2 separate regions of the Mus musculus genome follow, and region 2 is linked to region 1. The links are chromatin contacts, called in public promoter capture Hi-C maps. All regions are on one chromosome and are shown on one strand. Each heading gives the region's core, a stretch centred on a gene start, on an enhancer-like site or on the middle of the called end of the contact. The rest is flanking DNA. Distances are from core to core; before and after follow the strand shown.

Evidence for each region. Promoter capture Hi-C pulls out the DNA fragments that hold promoters and counts their contacts.
Region 2: a promoter capture Hi-C map of embryonic stem cells shows a contact between it and region 1, with 2.5 times the contacts expected there. The contact joins the enhancer-like site here to the promoter of Max in region 1. A contact is called at or near these places in 2 of 39 promoter capture datasets (embryonic stem cells and hippocampal neurons) and 8 of 115 datasets of contacts at active chromatin or transcription factors (embryonic forebrain, embryonic hindbrain, embryonic stem cells and 3 more).

Annotation. Positions count from the first base shown.
Region 1 is chr12:76,960,789-76,963,692 of GRCm38.p6, forward strand. Max (Max protein) reads right to left here and starts at 1,460. Exons shown (of 4, transcript NM_001146176.1): 1 at 1,202-1,460. The coding sequence starts at 1,237.
Region 2 is chr12:77,968,774-77,971,677 of GRCm38.p6, forward strand. No RefSeq gene overlaps it. Among named protein-coding and RNA genes, the nearest start is that of Gm24070, 160 kb to the left of the region's middle. Within about 2 kb of position 1,423, at least 41 of the 459 cell types and tissues checked have an H3K27ac peak or open chromatin away from gene starts, as enhancers often do. A contact at or near this core is called in embryonic stem cells, where this site is marked.

The DNA of each region.
Region 1 (2,904 bases), core at 210-2,709:
GCTTTTCTAGATCCTAGGAGTCTGCAGTAGTCACATGACCTTGGCTAAAGGCGATTATTACATGTGCCTGCAACTTCACACAACTATGGAGATACTGCTTAAAGTTTACCTGCTCCTAAATAAAACCTAGCCAGTTTGCTCTGAAATAACACTACCATTCACTTCAGAATGCCCTTCCATTTCTCACATATCTCCGCCGCACTGAACACTACAGAACAACTCAGTTCACAGCACAGGCCTCCTCACTTGCCTGCCTACCTACCTACCTACTCACTAGAATCTACCACCTGAATATCAAGAATCATGTGGATTTGCAACGCCCCCCTCCTCCAACCCCAACAGACTCAACCTCACCTTAGCGGTTAAGAGGAGTTTACAAGAGTATTAAAAGTAATAGAACGATCTCTTTTTCTGACTCCAAAAAGAACCAAAACTGAACGGAAATGAAAATGAAATGGAGAGTAGGAGACGTACCGCAGATTGAAACCTCGGTTGCTCTTCCTGGAATAAGAGAGAGAGAAAAATAGAAAATACAGAAGTTATTTTCACACTTCGAATTCAATAATAAGAAAGAAAATGCCGGCGGCGGAGGAAGCAGCGGGTGGGGAGTCAGTCTGACACCCCTCCCTCCCTCTTTCCCCTTCCACTCTCTCCAGCGAGATCCCGTAGCCTAGTTGGGGGGGGGGGGGGGGGGGGTTTCAGGCACTGCCCCTCCTTCTGGGATCCGAACCGGACAAGAGGGATCCGGAACACTGCCTGCTCTCCCTCGATCCCTCTAGGGCGTCAGAGCACTCCCAGCCCCTTCACCCCAAGGATCAACCGGTCACAGGAGGAGGGAGCTCATGGACCCAAAGAGCAAGAGCTGAGCGCTGGTCTCCTTGCCCAGGATCCGGAAGGATAATGGGATCCCCAGCCGGGCAGAGCGGAGAGGGAGGCCTCGACACCCTCCTCCACGGGAGAATGTGGGGGTCCCAGAGGCCGCGTGTCTGCTCCCACCTTCAGTCCCAGGAGGCCTCTCCGGACAGGACTGGAGGGGAGCGAGCCTGGAGCGCGACGCAGGCGGTCCCGGCCCCGGGGGGAGGGGGAGAAAAGGACGGAGGCGGCGGCGACCCGACCCCCTCCCGCCGTCGCCCGGCTGAGAACCCTTGCCGCTGTCCCCGCCTGACAACCCGAACGGAAAGGAAGAAGCCCCAGGACTCACGTCGCTCTCCACCTCGATGTCATCGTTATCGCTCATTTCCTACGGCCCAGGGAGCGGCCACTGCAGCGGCGGCCGGGGAGGGGAGGGGTGGAGGGAAGGGGGAAGTCACCGACAACAACAAGCCGAGTGCCCCCACGCACACACTCACTCACTCGCTCACTCACTCACACACACTCACGCACACACAACACGGGCGACAACCACCTCACTGCAGCACCGGATCAACGGCGGCACGCACGCCCGATCGGCCCCCTAACACGTGACCGGGCTCACCGCGCCGGGGTAGCTGAGACTTGTAGTCCTCGAGCGTCGGATGGGCGAGTGAGAGAGAGCCAGAGAAACTACAAATCCCATCAGGAACCGCACACAGGCTTCGCCAGACTCGCTTGTTGACAGAGCTCAGGGCGCCTGCGCCCCGGGTGTTGGCAGCGAGAAGTGGCGCGGTGCCTCCCGGGAGATGTAGTCCACAGACCGCGAGTTGTCAGGAGATTTTCCTCCCCAGGCGGCGGAGAGGCTGCTGGGAAGACAGGACACGTGGAGGGAGCTGGGCTCCTGGAGCCGGCCACAATTCCGAGCTCTGGGCGCCCGGCCCAAGGGATTGGGTGGAGGCTCGGGGGTTTGGGGGCGGGGGGAGAGAAACTGGCTGCCAAAATAACACTGTCTCTTCTTGGCTAGACTGCTTTTACATTGTCTCGTTTAATGCTTGAGTCGCTCCACTTGCGCCCTGGGGCGTAACCCTCCCGGGAAGGAATCACGCTGTGGCTGACCAGGGGGCGCGGTCGAGATGCCCACGCGGGCCCTCTGTTATCTGGGTTTAAGGTGTTAAGAGACATTACGGGACAAACTAAAGGACCGATTTCGCCGGGTGTCCTTCATCTCAAGAATCTTGCTTTCATTTGTCCGAGAGAACTGTCCTTGCTGGGCTTGAGTGTTTACAAAACCTCTCGTAGGTGCAAGTAAAACCTACCTTCTGTTTGTTGTAGCCGGAGCAGATTAGGGAGTGCCCCAGTTTATAGAGAACTTTAATTAACTGCAAAAAGAATCAAAACGGGAAAGTTGTGCAGCTCCCTGTCCAGTTAAGGTCATACATAATGCAACGAGGTATGAAGTGTAACTACATTGTCCCCACCCGCATTTAGCTAAGTATCTAATATGTGGCAGCCCAGGAATGGCATGATGTGTCCCCTCAAAGACTTCACAGCTTTGAAAGCAAAAACCGGACTACCCTGTCACCATTTTCAGTGTGCACCAGGTCCTCAATGAAACAACAAACAAACAAACAAACAAACAAACAGTAATAATAAGGTCATCTGAGAAATTAACCAGACTACCACTTTACAATTGATCTTCAAAATGAGTGCGGTCTTGAGTTTGATTTATGAGTTAATGTTTTTTGAGTAAAAAATCATTTAACCCCTGACTATTGAGTGCAGAAACTTGGTGGTGTAATACAATCTTTCTGACACCTAGCCCAGGCTGGCCTTAAATGTCCGTGTGGCCAAGCCTAGTGATGAGAACACAGTCATAAGCAGACACTGACTCGTAATAGAAGTCAAGGGCTGTAAGGGAGACAAAGATGGTAAGAGGGTTTTTTGTTTGTTTGTTTGGTTGGTTGGTTGGTTTTTCGAGACAGGGTTTCTCTGTGTAGCCCTGGCTGTCCTGGAACTCACTCTGTAGACCAGGCTGGCCTCATCTCTGCCTCC
Region 2 (2,904 bases), core at 173-2,672, 1.0 Mb after region 1:
TTCCTCTCCAGGTGCTTACTGTTTGCTTCAGTCCCCAGTTCACAGTACTATGTTAATTCCATCTACCTACAAGCAACTTAAATTCAGGAACCAAGCACTGTTTATGTAGGAGCCTCTTCAATATCTAGCCCCGTGTTTTACATAGACAGGAACCCAGCCATTGTTGTTGAATAGAGCCATTGAAATATAGCATTTTAAAAGAATAATTCTGGATGATTAATCTGGCTGTGGCATGTGAGAGAGACGGAAAAGTACAAAGAATGGAAGCAGAGGAATCGCTTAAGTAGCTGTGATAATGTACTACTATGTGACAGCAAGGCCTAGACCATGGTGATGGCTGTGGGGATAGAAACAGAGTATGAAAGACATTTTAGAGACAAAATAAAGGCATAGTGGCAGTGACTGGATAGAGTGGCAGATGGGTGTGGCAGAAACAATAAGCTGATCACCACACAAATCCATGACTTCTAGAGGGTTCTCAACAAGTGACAATCCAGTTGGAGCCTCCCTACCCCAGGCTTACTCACACTTATCTGAACTACACAACTAACATTAGCCATTGAAATGCAAGAGGAAGTTACATATGCTACTTCTGAGTTGGTGTGGCTAAAAACAAATGGGTAGAAATATCCCTGTGACCCCCACAGTGACCTTTTACCAACTCAACCTGGAAAGAAAGAAAGAAAGTTAGGGCCCCAAGAGAGGAAGATGCCTATGTCCCAGAGTGGCTGCCCAGTCGAGAACACTGACAGGCTCTGGGTCAGACCTAACTTGCGTTGAGTCACTGAAACTTTCATGTTTGCTTGTTAGTGCAGCAACTGCTACCTTACTAACAATAAACAGAAAGGGACAGGGACAGTTGTGGATGCTCTTTGGTGGCACTGTCTTAATATAATGAGAGATTTCAGTAGCAGGATCATTTAAGAGGGAAGTTATCAACACCTAACTGAATAACATCCTCACTCGAGGAAATGACATAAACTTGGGATGAGAAGACTTAACTCTGTATTCAGCAGCTCTCCTTAAAAACTAATCCATCTTGTGCTGAAAGATGATTTGGTGCTCCAGAGTGTGTACTGCACTTGCAGAGAACTCAGGTTTGGTTCCTGGCAACCATAACTGGAGGCTCACAAATACTTATTCTAAGGGACCATGATTTTCCGAAGAGTGAGAGATACCCTGGACTCAAATAGTGTGTAAAAGCAAAGAGTGTTTTATGCTGCAGAAATCCAGCATGCTGGGGTCTCCCAATTACCAAGATAAAGAGATAACCAAGTGAGCTCCCAGGCCACATTTACAGCACATTAGTGGAATTCCCGGATAGGTGACCTTCATCCTGCTCCATCTCTAGGGACTTTCCAGAACAGTTACCAGGCACTGGGGGGCTGGAAACTGTTGCTAAGGAAGTCTGGAAACTGCTGCTGACTCATTGTCCTTGCCTCAGGCAACTTGCAGAGCAACTTCTAAGGCCTGGACTTTGCCTGGACTTGCCCAGTTCTTATAAACAGAGATTTAGGCCTTGTCTCCTGAACTGCCAATTTGAAGCCTGTCATGAAATCAACCTAGCCTTTTCTTTATAACCCTAGCTCCAAGGGATCTGACACCCTCTTCTGGCCTCTGTGGGCACTAAACTCACATGCTCAAACCCACATCCCCAGCTTCCCTTTGCCTCAGCCTTTGCTCTCAATTTCCTTATCTGCTGGACAATATGCAGAGAAAAGTCTTGTAAGCAATAAATAGGTATTCTGATGTAAAACATTATTATAACCTTAGCATCCACTGTTAAAACTGTAGGAGGCCATATTGATCTCTTCAATGAGAAAACAATAAATCTTAATAACAGTTACTAAAACTGAACCCTTCCTTACCTCATATAATTTTCATGATATAGATACTATTATTATCATTAATTTATAATGAAAAAAATCTGAAGCACAGATGGGTTATGCAATTTTCCCAAGATCATGTCACTAGTAAGTGGAAAAGTGGGGATCAAGCCTAGGCAGGCTGACCCCCAAATTTTTGCCCTTAACCACCACAGAAGGATGTCCTTTCAAGGCACATCTCCCTCCTCTTAGATGTGAAATCTCAGGTCGTGTCACACAGGTGGTTATGCACTAAATATAGAGTATAGTGACAGAGAAAGCAATTTTCTCCCCGGGAAAATTCTAGTTTCTCATAAAAGGCTGGTTCTGCAGAAAATCACTGAGCTGAGAATGCATAAATTACTAAGGAAACTGAACCAGATATTTGAGCAGAATTTATGTTGATAGAAGAAAAAAACAAAATGAGCCTTCCCCTTGCTGTATCTCTCAAATATGATGCTGAAGGGATAAGCATATGGATTTACTTCAGTATTTCCCAGTTCTCCCCCTGTGATTTTAAAACATATGAAGGTCATCAGGGAGATGGACATCAGTTCCTTGAACCCCTTCCAACGAAAGCACTAGTTTCAGGTGACAAAAAGTTTGCATCAAGGGGAACCTTCATCCCAGAAGCACATAGCATGTAAGCTGGGTGCTGTGAGATGCCAGGAGTGCCCACAACATACCCTTTCCTCCCAAGGCCCCAAGGAAAGTCTCACACCAGCAAAAAAAAATTGTCTGAAGACAATTGACATCAAGTGAACCTCCTTCTGGACAAATCCACCCATGCCCAGGATGGTCCTCTGGAATCCACCTGAAGCCTTAACATAAAGGAATAGGTTTTTATTCACATGTGCTTGAATCTAATCAGAGAAAATGTCATGCTATTTGTGGTGGTTCATGCCTCTTATCTGCCCTTGGGAGGTAGAAGTAATACTATCAGGAGCTCAAGACTCATCTCTGCCACCTAGCAAGTTTAAGGCCAGACTGGACTACATTAAACCCTGTCTCAAAAAAGTAAAGAGAACTTTTTATATCT